Regions from separate parts of the Gossypium arboreum genome. Here region 1 is linked to region 2. Evidence: chromatin contacts called from public Hi-C data. All regions are on one chromosome and are shown on one strand. Each heading gives the region's core, a stretch centred on a gene start, on an enhancer-like site or on the middle of the called end of the contact. The rest is flanking DNA. Distances are from core to core; before and after follow the strand shown. Region 1 holds the start of LOC108486798 (methyl-CpG-binding domain-containing protein 11-like). Region 2 holds the start of LOC108486329 (CBL-interacting serine/threonine-protein kinase 24).

Region 1 (7,378 bases), core at 2,005-4,504, 200 kb after region 2:
GCCAATTCTACAAGGAAAGAGATATAAAGTTTCAAATTTGAATAATTGAAATAGACATTTGTTTCTAAGTAAATATCATTAATTATGTTAAATTTTTAAAAATAATAAATATTCTTTTGTGAATCATTACCGGTTTTGTAGCAAAATATTTCGAACTTTTCTGGAACTGAAGAAAGAAATTGTAAATTTGCAAGGGGTTCAAAAAGTTGATTAATAATTTTAAGGGTAAATTTGTACAATTAGTCACTCAATTATTAATGTATTTTTATTTTGGTCACCAAATTATAACAACTTTTATTTTAATCAGTAACGTTATTATTTGTTTCTATTTTGGTCAACTTATGTTAATGAAAATGATGATTTAACCTATTTTAATTGGTATAATTATATATATAGTCTTCAACATTTACATATTTTATCAATTTAATTTTAATTTTAAATAATTCAATAAATTTAATACATCACTACATAATTATTCAACTGTCTATTTTTCTATTTTTAAAAAGATCCCTTATTCTTTTCTATTTTTCTTGTAGCACTGATATTGATACACGTGGAAATGAAAAGTGAATCCAACGGTTATAAAACGTTTGAATATGACAAATAATAACAAATTGAAGCGTTTTATCAGGAGTTAGAGGAATTTAGATTTTTTTTTTCTTATATGACAAAAAAGCTTCTAAGAGAAAATGAAAAACACAATTAAGTCTTTATGCTAAATTCGTCCCTGCCATTAATAAAAAAATTAATTAAGTCTGTTTATCAATAGTTTCTTTTATTGGCCATATTAACTGAAAAAATAAATTGATAGACCAATCAAATGGTAGTACATGACAACTTTTGATTCAATCTTATATGTTCTCGCTCAAAATACAAAAATTAAAAAAATCATTAAAATTATAAAATATCGTAAAAGTTATAAAAATATAAATATTAAAAATATTAAAAATTATTAAAGTTGATATAAACTTATAAAAATAAAAATATATAAAATTAAATAAATGCTAATAAATTATAATTTTTTATAAAATTAATAAAACATATTTAAAATTTTATAAAATGTATAAAAATTCTTAAAAAACATATAAAAGTCATAAAATTATAAAATATCATAAAAATTATAAAATTATTAAAAATTTTAAAAATATTAAAGTTGATATAACGTGATAAAAATTATAAAAAATATCAAAACTTATAAATATTATAAAAATTATTAAAATCATAAAAACTTATAAATATTATAAAAATGATAAAAAACCTAATAAGTTCTAATAAATTATAAAATTTTATTTTAATAAAATTATAATATTATTAAAATATAAAAATATTATAAAAATTCATTTATTGATTACTCAGTTTTGAAATTAAACCCCTAAAATCAAAATGAATAGGGCTTAGTTTGGATGGGCGATTGGGTGCGTGCGGTGCGTTTAGCTTACTTTTTGACTCACGCTACAGTATCGCTACAATATCTAATCTCACTGCCACCGCTGTTTTTACACTAACCGCAGATAAACGCACCGCCCATCCAAATTTGCCCTAGGTGACATTAAACCGACGGTTGGATGAGAATAACCGTCAGGATCAATGTTGTTTTGAGTTGGATCGGATTAGTTGGTCAGATTGATTAGATCAAAATCGGCAAGTGTACCAATCCAGAGAGAGCCATTAGACCGGTTGACCTAGGAACCATGCGACTAAATCAATTTTTTTAAATATTTTTATTTTTTAAAAATATTTTATTTAATTGAATTAGACAGACTAATCAAACTGGCGAAATCGATGGCTTGACTGGTTTGACCACCAGTCAAATTCTAAAAACCTTGATCAGAATATTTCATAATGACATATGTTGATAATTGGATAATCAAATTTTGGTTTGATAGCATCTAATTGTACCAAAAAATACTTAATATCATATAGTACTTAGCAAATAAGTTTCAACTTTTCAATGTCCAAACTATTGTACTATACTTAAAAAATTAAAAATAAAAATAATAATTTATCAAAAAAAGATAGGGTCTGGCAATTACTGTTTTATTTGTGGAATATCAAGAATATTTTATTCAACACAAAAATGACCCAAACGATTTGATAGCTATTCCCATTATTCAATGATTGGTGTGATGTCATATGTTCATTATGACTTTAGGGGTTTAAATGATTTTTTTATTAATTTTTATAAATGACAAATTTTGTAAACATTGAGAGCTAATTTTGTGAAATTTTTTATGTTTAGGATGAAAATGATAGAGTTTGTAAATATTATAGAGCTAAATTTATTATTAGACCAATAAAAAAAGCCCATGTCAGCACTTCTGTCAAATTTCAAACTATTGTTAATGTTCGGTGACCAAACAATTTGATTTCGAATAGTTTAATAACTAAATTGTAAATTTTAAAAGTTTAATGATCAAGATAGAATGCAAACAATAATTTAATGACAATTTTTTTTTACTTTACCCTTTAATTTATTGTTATAGTTTTAAGTTATGGCATGGGATATTCACATCTATATCATATAACATTTATTTTTTGAACAATCTCATTATAGATTTTGATCATATCTGCTTTTTTTGATACAATGTCTAGAATTATCCACAACCCCTCCCCAATACATAAATAGGAGGATAATACGATTTAACGCACTCAAACTCATGTACTCCTACATTGGGAGCAATATCTATGCCAATCGAGTTAAGACTCAATTGATATATCATATATCATTTTTAGTTAAACATGTTAGTTCCAAATTTTGGGATTATCATAGGAAAAAGGTAATGTAAAATCAATTAAATAAATACAAATAAAAGAAAAAGAAATATTAAGGATAAATATCAAAATTATATATGAATTTTGCTTCAATGTGCAATGTTATATATAAACTTTGATTTTATGCAATTTTACAAATGACAATTTAATTTAATTCAATTTTCACAGATCATTAATTAATATAACACAAATTTATCTTTACATATTACATATACAAATATTTATACTTATACAATATAAAAAATTTAAAGTTAGACTTAGCTTCCAATATTAATGGTGGAGCTCGGCAAACCTGTATTCCAATTTTATATTTTTCCTATAATATATATTATATAATATAAATATTAAAAACTATGTTACATGATTTATATTTAAAATTTCAATGAAAATATAAGTTTATTAAATAAAAATGAAAAATATAGAAATGTTGTGGATTTGGAGTCCAGTAGAATCTGGCCCGGCCCGTAGACACATTAGTATAATTTTTGTGGATCAGATGGATAAATAAGTAAAATTTGGTATAAAAATTTGAGTCGGTAATTTGGTAGGTGGAAAAGGCGAGCGCGGTGGAGAAGGGGAAGGAGAAGAAGGAAATGGACAGTGCCAAAGATGATGTTGTTTGCTTACAACTCACTGCTCCTCCTGGTTGGAAGAAAATGGTTCATTTCTTCTTCTTCTTTCTTCCTAAAAAAAAAAAATTCAAGTTTATTGCTTGTCGTTTCACTGGGTTTTATTTTGTTTTTATTTTTCTAGTTAGGGAAGTAATGATAATTTTTAATTAGAGTTATTTTGTTTTGCTCCTAGTATTAATGGTGAATTATGAGTTTTTTTTTTTTTTTTTTCTGGTTAACACATCTGGTTTTCCCAATTTATTGGAAGCAAAGCAATAGCTAGGGTTCTATAGAAGGGTCTTTGTCTGTAATCTTTGGGTTTCTGTTTTTAAACGATTCTTGGAGGCAAATGAGCAAAGTTGGGCATCCCTTATGATATTTTAGTGCTCTTAGTTGGAAGATTTAATTTTTTGTTTGAGAAATGATATTTTGACTATTATTTTGAAAGACTGTTGAAGAATGTCTGTTGATTAAACGTTGCTTTCAAGTTGTGCAATTGTTTCGGAACTTTATGTAGGAAACTGGAAAGTCATCAATGTCATTTTTGGTGTTGATTTTGATAATATCGTGCAATCTTAAGGTTTCTTTTTGTTCTGCAGTTGAAGCCGAAGAAAGGGGGAACTCCTAAGAAGAATGAGATCATTTTCACTGCTCCCTCTGGGGAACAAATCAGTAACAAGAAACAATTGGAGCATTACCTTAAACAACACCCTGGGGGTCCAGTAATATCGGAATTCGATTGGGGCACTGGTGAGACCCCTAGGAGATCAGCAAGGATTAGCGAGAAGGTAAAAGCAATGCCGACAGCAGATAGTGAACCTCCGAAAAAACGAGGCAGAAAATCATCAGCTTCAAAGGATGATAACAAAGAATCGGAGACAGCCCCTGAAGGAACAGAGGATAGTAAAGATGTTATGGAAGAGGCTGGAAAATCTGAGGAAGAGAATGAGAATGAGAACAAAGATAAAACGCAAGATGGTAACAGTAAATCTGAACCCACTTCTAAAGAAGTGACACGCGGAGTAGATGCAAAAATATCTACTAATATCGAAGAAGGTAAAGGAGATGGTGAAGCAGTATCTGAAAAGTTGAAATGCCCGCAGGACGGAGTTGAAATGAATGCTTCTGGATTTGGCCAAAAGGAAACAGCAGACATGGAGGATGCAACATCCGATGGAAATGTTGAACAACCAGCGAGTGAAGCTGAGAAAGGGCTTGGATCCATGGAGCAGGAGAAACCCAACGTATGCGTTACGGAGGAACGGAAAAATGAGGGGCAAGGAGAAGTAAAACCAAAACATGATAGAAGCACAATTGAATCTGAAAGAGAAATCGAAGTCAATGAAGCAGCAAATCGTGATGAAACGGAAGAAGCAATTCAAAATGGTAGTAAGGGAAGTAATGCAGAGGAGGGGAAGCCTTGAGATTCTATTTACAATGGATTAACATTTAACATGATGCATCCCCCTTGTGAACCTTTTTGATTTTGGGACATACTTAAAATGACTAGCTTTACTAAGGTAGTAACTGATGAGACATCTTTTGGTATTATGGTAGATAGCTATATAATGTAACTGTGTCTGATGTATTATTGGTCTGACCTGTAGCTTGTAAGTGATGAAAGGATATGGATGTAATATGCAGTGCTAAGTAAAAGGTTAAAATTAGTGCTCTTTTCTGATATCTGGCATCTATTTTTTGTTGATTAATTTGGTAAACTCCCAGCATTTACTTGGTTTAAACTTTGGTAAGGATAATAATATGTACTTTTGTATTGCCCGAACCTTTTTTTTAATTAAATTAAGTAGATTTTAAAGCTAGTCAGAGAACTTTGTTTAAGGTATATTAATTTAATTTATATCAATATGTCATCTTAATTTATTTGTTAATTCTCACTTTTTTTTATAAGACCGAGTGTATGTGGTAAGCTTATTGGATTAGGATTAGTTATTGCCTCGCCATGTTGGTCTGTTTCCTTTTGTTTATTTGTAAATAATATTGCTTTACCTTAAAAAAACATATTTCAGTTAAGATGGAATTTGAACTTTAGAAATAAATGTGATGATATAAAATCAAATTTGGAAACTTAAATTCGAGCTTCTTATAAATCAGTTACAACTTAAGAGTGGGTAGTCTCGTAAAAGTATTAGGGTTGGATTGCATTTTGGTCTCTTTACTAAAAAAAATGAGTAAATTAATCCTTATAGATTTCGACACATGTAAATTAGTCCTCCGTTAAATTTTATCAATTAAATGATAATGTGGCAAGTTAATTTGGTTAATTGCTAATTTGGTCTCTAAATTATAGTTAAAATATTATTTTGATTTTAAAAAAATTTCTTACAATAATTCTAAAAACTAAAAAAATATTTACAATAAATATAAATTGTTAAAAATAATGTTAATTTTTTTAACATAATAAATATAAATATTAAAATTATGTTAAGAAACAATACTATGAAAACAAAAGAAGAATGGAAGTTAAATCCAAGTGGTTATGGTTAGTATCTATAGAAACCCAACTTCAAATAGTTAAAAGATGACGATTTTGAATTTTTAGAAAAAATTATTTTTAAAAAGTTAACATATTTTTAATATTTTAATAAATTATATTTATTTTTAATATTTTAATAAATTATATTTATTTTAAATTTTTTAGAATTACTGTAAAAATTTTTAAAAATTAAAATAATATTTTAACTATAGTTTAAGGACTAAATTAACAATTAATAATTTAAATTAATGTGCTATATGCAAAAGAGTTAATTTGCATGTTTCGAAATTTATGGGAATAATTTACTCAAATTTTTTAATAAAGAGACTATTAGTCACTAAATAGCCAGTTTAGGGCCCAATTGTGGATCGTGGAGACAATACAGAACTTCAAGTTCTAACACTTCCAAATTGCCGAGTAAGCAGCACTGACCAATGGACACAACACATTTTGTAATAACATTTTTAAAGAATAGTTGAATTTAATCAAAATCCCAAAGCTGAAGACCCTTTTCTCACACACAAGCTTTGGCTTCCTGTCTTAAAATCACTTCACAATCTTCCTTCTTACCCATATTTTAGTTGTGGCCAAAAAGAAGCTGAGCTTCTAAAGATTGAAACACTAAGCCATGGAAAATGGAGGAGACCGTGTGACATAAAGAGAGAAAGTGAAGTATTAAGGGAGAGACTTTTTTATTATTATTTTTTCTTTAATTAATGATATGGCATGCTGGAGTTACAACAAGCTTTGCATTGAAGGCGTTTGCTCAATTTCCTTATAAAGAGCGTTTCCAGAATTGGATAATTTGATTCATCCTTGAACAAAATATAGAACGAAAAGGCAATGAAAATTCTGCGAGTTTCGCTATTCTTCTTCATCTTTCTTGCTCCATTTGGTACTTTCTCTTTCACTCTTTCTTTTTCCTTAAGGTTTTGTTGGCTCTTTTTGGTTATTTGTTATGCTGTCTTTTTCTGCTCAAATTTGGGTCCTTAGTTTGTAGGCTTGTTCTTAAATTTTGATAGTTTCAAGGGATGTTTTCAATTTTTTTTATTGAATCAAAGGATTTTGAATTCCTATATATTATTTAGTTGATTTGGGATTTGTATCCTATTATCAGTGTAGAATATATAGGATGTAAGATGTATTTTCCTAAAATCATGACCAAAAAGCTCTCTTCTGTCTTTGACAAGGGATATTATTGTTATTATGATTATATTCTTGATTACTATTTTGGTTTCTTTTCTCCAGCATTTGTGACTGTGCAAGCTTTCACCGGAACGTATGGTATTAATTATGGAAGAATTGCCAATAACCTCCCATCACCAGATGAAGTTGTCACGCTTCTTAAGGCAGCAAAAATAAGGAATGTTCGAATTTATGATGCTGATCAAAGTGTCCTCAAAGAATTTAGTGGGACAGGGCTGGAAATCGTGGTTGGACTTCCTAATGGAAATCTGAGAGATGTGAGTGCCGATGGTGATCATGCGATGAATTGGGTCCA
Region 2 (7,699 bases), core at 3,651-6,150:
CGTTCCAAAGCTCGAGCCATATTCATTGCAACTCCAAGGTTTCCCGGTTGTTGCATCTCAATATCAATTCTAAGTTCCCCTACCAATCCAGCAGTAAAAAGGTTTACTTGTTGTCGAGGTTTAAGATCAATAGTCCTAGCAAGTAGTGATTGAAATTGGCGTTGATATTCTTCTACCGTCCCAGTTTGTCTCAAGTTTGCAAGTTCCCCCAAGGGGTTATTACTCATAGGTGGCCCAAACCTGATATGACAACACTCTCTGAAGCGTTCCCAATCCAGATTTGCCTCCTCTTCTTCGATTTGATCAAACCATAATTGTGCCTCTCCTAAAAGATGGAATGAAGCTAGGTCGACTTTGTCTTCTTCGTTGGTCCGTTGATTGCCAAAAAATTTTTTGCATCTTTTTAACCATCCTAAAGGATCTCCAACCCCAAGTGGGAAATTCCATCTTAGAGTATCGTGGCACCATGGCCCCACCGTGTTGCGAATCTGAATTTCTTTTCTTGCCTCCATTGCTGCCTTGTTCTTCATTATTTTTTTCTGAATCCCCTTTCGTTGTCTTTTGAACCGAAAGAGATAATATCGCCACCTGCTCCTCTAATGCTTGTTGCCTTGTAGCCATTTGTTCCATGAATGCCTCCAGCTTGGCTGTCAAAGTTTTTTCGTCACCCATGACAGCTGGCTCCGATACCAAGTTGTTATGCGCCTTGGCGTAAGATCTAGTCACAGGTCTAGACGAGAAAGAATTCTTGTTTCGACCTATGGTTACTCAAAAAGGCAGATTCGTCCTTGACTGAACCCCCTCTCAAAATAACATTTCTTTTGATAGAATAATTGCTTACCTCTTTATTTCATATTGGCAGCCTTTTATAGACTGCTAATAACAAATGAAAGAGTCCTAATTGATATAAAATAGAATTCCTAACTTAGAGTTTATGAAGGAAACAAAAACCTAATATAGTAAAACTAAAACTCTTAGTAAAACCTGATATAATAAATAAATAAATAAAACTAAAAACTCCTATTGCAAGTGTCCATATCAGAAACATTGATGTTATCTAACCTTTTTGTACAGTGTTGGTATGTCTATCTCGTAAAATGGGAGATATCCAGCCATAATAAAAAAGAGAATGACTCCGCAGGACCATATATCAGCAGCTGCACCATCATAACCCTGGTTGCTGAGCACCTGAAGAGCAGTGGTTCAGTACTTCAACTACATAAAAAAAAAACCTAAAATTATGCATGTCCTTTAATGCACTGATGCAGGTCTAAACAAAAACTTGATTACAATTTACAGCCATAACTATCTCTAGCATCTAAGCAACTAAGAAACTACCAGAATAGTTAAGTGACAAAATGAAAAAGAAAAAAGTCAACTATCACCGCCAAAGATAGTTAAGAAATTAAAGGTAAAATATAGAAAGTCACTAAGAGAGAAGAACTTATTAGGCAAGTGCTTATCAAGAAAAAGCCTGAAAGCCTTACCCAAGTTTCCTTGGTTGCCATTCTTTAATTGAATTCAGCAGTAACATCCCTGCTACCCTAGGCATTTGAAGCAACCCCCTCCCCCTCTCCCCACTTCAACCAAAAAATAAAGGAAAAATTCCCAGAAAACATCATAAACTAAGGATTACAGTATTTTAGGATCTTATTTAGTCTCTGCCCAGTCGTAGCACTTGTAATGTGATGCTGATTTCTATATCTTTATTGACTCAGCACTTGAGATAACTTATAAAAGGCATAGTTGACCAATGAATGGATGGGTATTTGATAGAGAAAAAAAAAGCAACAAAGTAGATGATCAGTTGCTAAAACAGTTGCAGACGCACATGTAAGAGGACTTTCAGGATTAAATCTGAGGAGACATATATGACTTGGGTAAATTGGCTTCTACTTGTCTTCTGCATGACAAGACTATTGGCAATTGTGTTGGCATTTAATTCATAATTTGTGACATTATTTAGTGGCATTGACTTAGAAAAACCCATTGTAGAGGATAAAATCAATGTAAGCAATTTCCAATGCCCAGTAGTTCAGAATGTAAGAGGCCGGAGTAGACAACAATTAATTTGACCTATGTTTTGGAATTCAAAACAGTTGCAAAGCATGGTAGAATATAAGACAAACTTGCTGCATGATCTTCAAGTTGGTTGAAGGAATGTACCTCAGGTGCAACATAATTCGGGGTTCCACATGTCGTGTGGAGAAGTCCGACCCCCTGCTCATGTGCAGAGAGAGAAAAGGAATAATTATAAGTAAAAGCTCTCTGCTGTTTAATACCTAACTAGAAGTCAATATACTCACTTGCTGTAGCAATGCACTCAGCCCAAAGTCAGAAACCTTCAAATCTCCATAGGAGTCAAGAAGAAGATTTTCAGGCTACAAAATTATAGAGGAAAAGAAAAAGTTAGTCAGGATTAAAGATGGAATCATGAAATCAGTGCTGTTCAAAGATGTTGAATCAAAACATAGCACCTTTAGGTCTCTGTGGTATACACCCTTACTGTGACAATGAGCAACAGCGTCAATAAGCTGTTGAAAGTATCGCCTACATTCATTCTCAGGAAGTCTTCCACAGTGAACCTAAAGAAAGAGTTAAAGGAGATAAATGTTTTTCTTAGGGGGAAAACCAAACAAAAAAAAGAGAAAAGGCAAAAATAAATTATTATGGAGAAAAAGTTCAAATAAAAAATATGCAAATACTTGAGAGACAGGAGATGCCTTACAATTTTATCAAAGAGTTCTCCTCCACTTATAAACTCAAGAATAATATATATTTTTGTCCTACTTGCCAGAACCTAGAAAACAATACAAGGCAACTTTCAACAATTTAAACAGGAATATCAATGGATGATGTACATAATGGAATGTATAAACATACCTCATGCAACCTAACTATGTTAGGATGTCTAACAATCTTCATTATCGATATCTCTCTTTTAATCTGAAGCCAATGGGAAAAAGAAAACAGCCCGAGGAAGGGTTAGTCAACTAATTACCATAGTAACCATAGACGAAGATATTCATAAATCAAGGTAGTAACCAAAAAGTTAGGACAATTTCACAGCTCTAGTAGCTCTCAAATATTTTGCTGCTAAAGGGTTAAAAATCCTTAGGATTAGATTTGAAAGACCAAGGAAGTATGAATTCAACTATACATGTACCCCCAGATATGCAGCATGCAGCAGGTTTCTCTAGTCCTAAACACTTGCAGTGTATAACAATATGATGTTGGATTTATATTAGACTATCAAATTTTAAAAGGAAAAGATGGTCTCCAGAAATCTTTAGTTACTTGATTTCAGACAAGTGATGTGATCTAGTTTTTCACCAAAAAAATTCAAAAACCAACACAAAAATAGATGCTAAGATTGTCCCTCAACTAGCATCCTCCCCAGCTAAAGAATTTCATTAACAATCTTGTGTTAAAACAGTGTCCTTTGAACAGGTCCAAGGGACCAAAAAGAAAGTACATTGAGAAATGGCAAGGACACAGACACTAGAGTAGAAGACATTATAAAAAAAAAAGCAATTGGAAGAAAGCAAGGTATTTCTCTGGATACGGAAAATTATAAACTGCATGAATATAAAGATATTTTTGTAATCAAGAATAGAGGACTTCAAATACCCATTCTATAAGTTGCAGCAAATTATGCTCTTCCAATGTGGAAGTACCATTAAGTGAAACTTCAACATAAATTACTTCCTCACGCAGTTAACATCCAAGAATCAGAGGGCTCATGCTGACTTGAAAATCATTATAATCACCATTCACTTCAGAGAATTTTCCATTAGACTTTGTGGTGAACTTGCTACTTAAATTCTACACAACAGAGCTTTCTCAAGGATAACTTATAATACCAGCAATAATCTTACCAAATACCAACCATAATTCAAGCAGAGCACGCAAAATAGGCCACACATGATTTTTCAACCAAACAATCAAAAGGCAGAGGCATTAATAGAGCTTTTTTTAAACAGTGAATTCAGTAACTTTGAACAAGATAAGAGAATAATGATTTGCAGCTACTTAGCATTGAATAAGAACTACAAATTCTAAAGTCAAAGGCCGTTACAGGGTCTGTCCTTGTTTTTTCTTAAAAAAAAAAAAGAATTAAATAAACACCTGATCAACCATTCTGTGCTTAAGAATGGTGGCTTTGGGCAAAACTTTCAAGGCCACGCTCTCTCCACTGACTGAATTCCGCGCAAACTTAACTTTGGCGAATGTTCCTTGCCCAATTGTTCGTCCAACCTCATACTTTCCTACTGTTCTTGTTTTCTTCCTCATCGTTATTCAACGATCATCTCATACCAAAAAGAAAAAGAAACACCTGAACCCAAAAAAGAGAAAATTAAAATTTGAGAGCTTACTCTCCATGCTGCGTTGACTACACCACACAAATTGGACTAATAAATTTAATAATTATTACTAAAAATTGTAGGCAATCTCTGTTTGGCTGCTGAGAAACTTGAGGGGAAAAAAAATCGCAAGTTTATAAGTTTACTGAGAAAAACAAGAAATTTGAAGAGAGAAAAATAAACCGTAAATCGAGATTAGAATAAATGAATTAAAACATACTAAAACAAGGCAAACCTAGAAGAGAAGTTGCCAATAATTAGACGAATATTCGGGCGAAAAACTTATCGCCCAGAAAACTTTTCGCCTTCAAATGAAAAAGAAAATGAAGATAGCCGGAGGTTCGACGAGGGCTTCGCGTTAGCTTTGGCAGTAAATTGATGGTTCATCAAACCAGGTAAAGCAAACATAAACCAAAAGCTCTTTTTATTTTTCTTTTGCTTAATAATTATTTAGCCGCTGTGCTATAGCTAAACTATTACTTTGCTACCCGTACTTTGGCCCCTTCTTTTTCTTTATAGCTCATTACCCCAATTTGATTTTCCGTTAACAAAAATTTAAATCAATTAATTACACGCTACCACAAGTCAAAACAGTGAAGAGTTATTTAAAATTTATTAAAAATCCCATAAAAATCTTAAAAACTTATAAAAACTAAAAAAATTATTTACAAATTTCAAAAATATATATACTTTTAAAATTATAAGTATGTGAAACTTTAAAATATTAAATTTCATAAAATTTAAAAAATTCATTTGTTTAGAATTTAAGCTTTTAGAAAATTTTAGAAGTTTACTCAAAACTTTTAAGAATTTTACGGGTTTTTTTCTAATTCTTTTGCTTTTTATGATTTTTTTATTATTTTTAAGGAACTTTGAATTTATTTTAATAAAAATACCATAAAATTCTTAAAAGTTTCATTAAATTTTAATTTTTTAAAAACAACCTAAAATTCCAAACACAAAATTTTTAATTTTTTGAAGTTTTGCATAATTATATTTTTATAATTTTTAAAATGAATTATGATTTTTTAGGTTTTTATGATTGTGTGAGCATTAAGGTTTTTGAGTTTTTTTATTTTTTATTTTTAATTATTTTTCTTTAGTTTTGTTAAATCTTTGAAAATGTTAAGTGGAAGTTTTTTTACATATATAGTCATTGGTTGGTTTAAATTTTTAATAGAATTTAAGTTGGATAATGGGATTACAAAATCAGTACAAAAGCTAAATTGATCACAAAAATAAAGTATAAGAATTAAATTGATAAAAATAATATAAGTAGTATAGTTATAATTTGGAAAAAAATTAGGTTTTTTAGTTTCAATGACCTAATAGTTAGACTCAATTAATTGAATTATTACGTAATGTACGCCTTTTTTTTCTCTAACTCTCTCTCTTGCACTTTTTATTTTTGCTTTCTAATGAGAATTAAATTGTTTTTAACTTTTTTTTTTTTTTTCTTATATCATGTATAGGGAGTAGCCAGGAGATTAATAAAGGTTCTGGCGGCCTAAAATAAAAAAAATATTAATTTAAGTTATTTAATTTATTAAAAAATTAAATTAGTAAAGATAAAATTATACTATGGCCCTCCTAAAATAAAAAAATTTGATTTAATACTTTAAAATTTATAAATATATAGGCTATTCAAATGGTGAAATTACAATTTTATTATCGTAAAAATTAAACCCCTCTAAAAAAAATTCTACCTTCGCCCCTAACCATGTAATACAAGTTTGGATAAACTACACCCATAATCACTCTATAATTAGGTTTGTCCTATATTGGTCCCTCTAAATTTTTTTCTCAATTTAGTCACTCTAATTAAAATAATTATGTGAATTAGTCACTGTTGTTAAAAATTGTGTTAATCACTAATAGATTAGGGTTATCAGCAATCTTCTCACAACTGAAAACCCTAACCTCCCCTTTGTGTCGTCAATGCCATCGCCACCTAAGCTTCAACATTGTCGTTTGACCTTCGATTACATTCTCCAATCACACTCACCATCGGCAAGGAATGAAAACCATTGGTTCCACTCTAACTCATTCCTTTTCACTCCATTTATCTTAAGCCCTTCGAATTTATCCAAAACCCATTGCCCTTTTAATGAACAACTGACTGAATCAGTGCTTTGAGAATGGATTCCTTGAAATACCTGAGCGATTACTATGAATCCTTTTAAACCATCTAATTTTTTTAATTGGTTCAATCAATAATGGATCCATTAGAAACAATAACCCATCAAAAAGTATCAAAATGACATCATTTTGGTCAAAAATAAAAATCGATTCAATAAAGAAAACGAAAATTGTACAGAGAAGAGAAACGTTTCGAGAAAGGGAAGAGAGGGATTCAATTGGGGTCTAGTTAGGGTTTATAGAGGGCAAAAGGAGGGAGTTACCTTAGGTGTTGACGTAAAGGATGGAATGGGAAAGGTAGAGGGAGCATATCGAAGGTATTTGGTTAGGAGGTCGAAGAGAGCCAAATGCTTGACGATGATTCAAGACTTCGGTTTTACCATTGGGGGGAAAGAATGGGATGGCAAAAGTAGTGTTAATTAAGAGATATCAAAAGAGATCACCACTGAAAAAGTTACTTTAGGCTAAGCTTGGAAAATGAGAGGAGAGAAAATGATAACCAAACGATGGTGCTAGAGCTTAACGATGGTATTGGTGACACAAAAAGGAAGGTTAGGGTTTTCCGTTAGTGATTAACAGAATTTTTAATGGAAGTGACTAATTCAAACAATTATCTTAATTGGAGTGACTAAACTGAAAAAAAAATTAGAGTGACCACAATAAGACAAACATTATGTTAAAATGACCATGGGTGTAGTTTACTCTACAAGTTTTAGGTTGAAAAAATTCAAAAAAATCTCTTACTTTCAAATTTAATATTTTTGAAGAAAAAAATTGGAAGTAGATTTACAATGGGATTGAAAGCAAAATATTAAAGTTAACAAGATTAAGCAATTCAGGTATTCAGTATTTGTTTTTCTTTCCTAAAAAAAATTGCAGAACATTTCACTCTAAAAAATTGGGATTTTTTTATTGATTGATGAAAAGCACTCAAAGAATTTCAAGCAATACAACCAAGCACCGAATATTAAATACCCAAATTTTTTAGAGTGAAACTTTCTAAAATTTTTTTAGGAAAGAAAAAAAAATATCAAATACCCTAATTGCTTGATCTTGTTAACTCTAATCTCTAGTTTTTAATCTCGTTGTATCTAATCTTTGCATTTGGATTTGTAGATGACATAATAGTCATTTAATCGATTTGTTCAATTTCAATTCATCAAACTATGGACCTTTTAGATTGTCTACTAATACAA

Evidence for each region. Hi-C and Micro-C count contacts between places; a contact is called where the count stands out from the background.
Region 1: a Hi-C map of leaf shows a contact between it and region 2, with 2.5 times the contacts expected there. The contact joins the promoter of LOC108486798 here to the promoter of LOC108486329 in region 2. A contact is called at or near these places in 2 of 5 Hi-C or Micro-C datasets (both in leaf).

The regions. Positions count from the first base shown.
Region 1 is chr6:133,003,781-133,011,158 of ASM2569848v2, forward strand. LOC108486798 (methyl-CpG-binding domain-containing protein 11-like) reads left to right here and starts at 3,255. Exons shown (of 2, transcript XM_017791038.2): 1 at 3,255-3,431; 2 at 3,983-5,064. The coding sequence starts at 3,366. The coding sequence ends at 4,807. It overlaps LOC108486797 (glucan endo-1,3-beta-glucosidase 11-like), which reads left to right and starts at 6,269. Exons shown (of 3, transcript XM_017791037.2): 1 at 6,269-6,772; 2 at 7,126-7,378. The coding sequence starts at 6,721.
Region 2 is chr6:132,804,641-132,812,339 of ASM2569848v2, forward strand. It overlaps LOC108486329 (CBL-interacting serine/threonine-protein kinase 24), which reads right to left and starts at 4,901. Exons shown (of 16, transcript XM_017790329.2): 1 at 4,600-4,901; 2 at 4,129-4,336; 3 at 2,884-2,946; 4 at 2,729-2,800; 5 at 2,478-2,585; 6 at 2,307-2,381; 7 at 2,167-2,220; 8 at 1,063-1,188. The coding sequence starts at 4,293.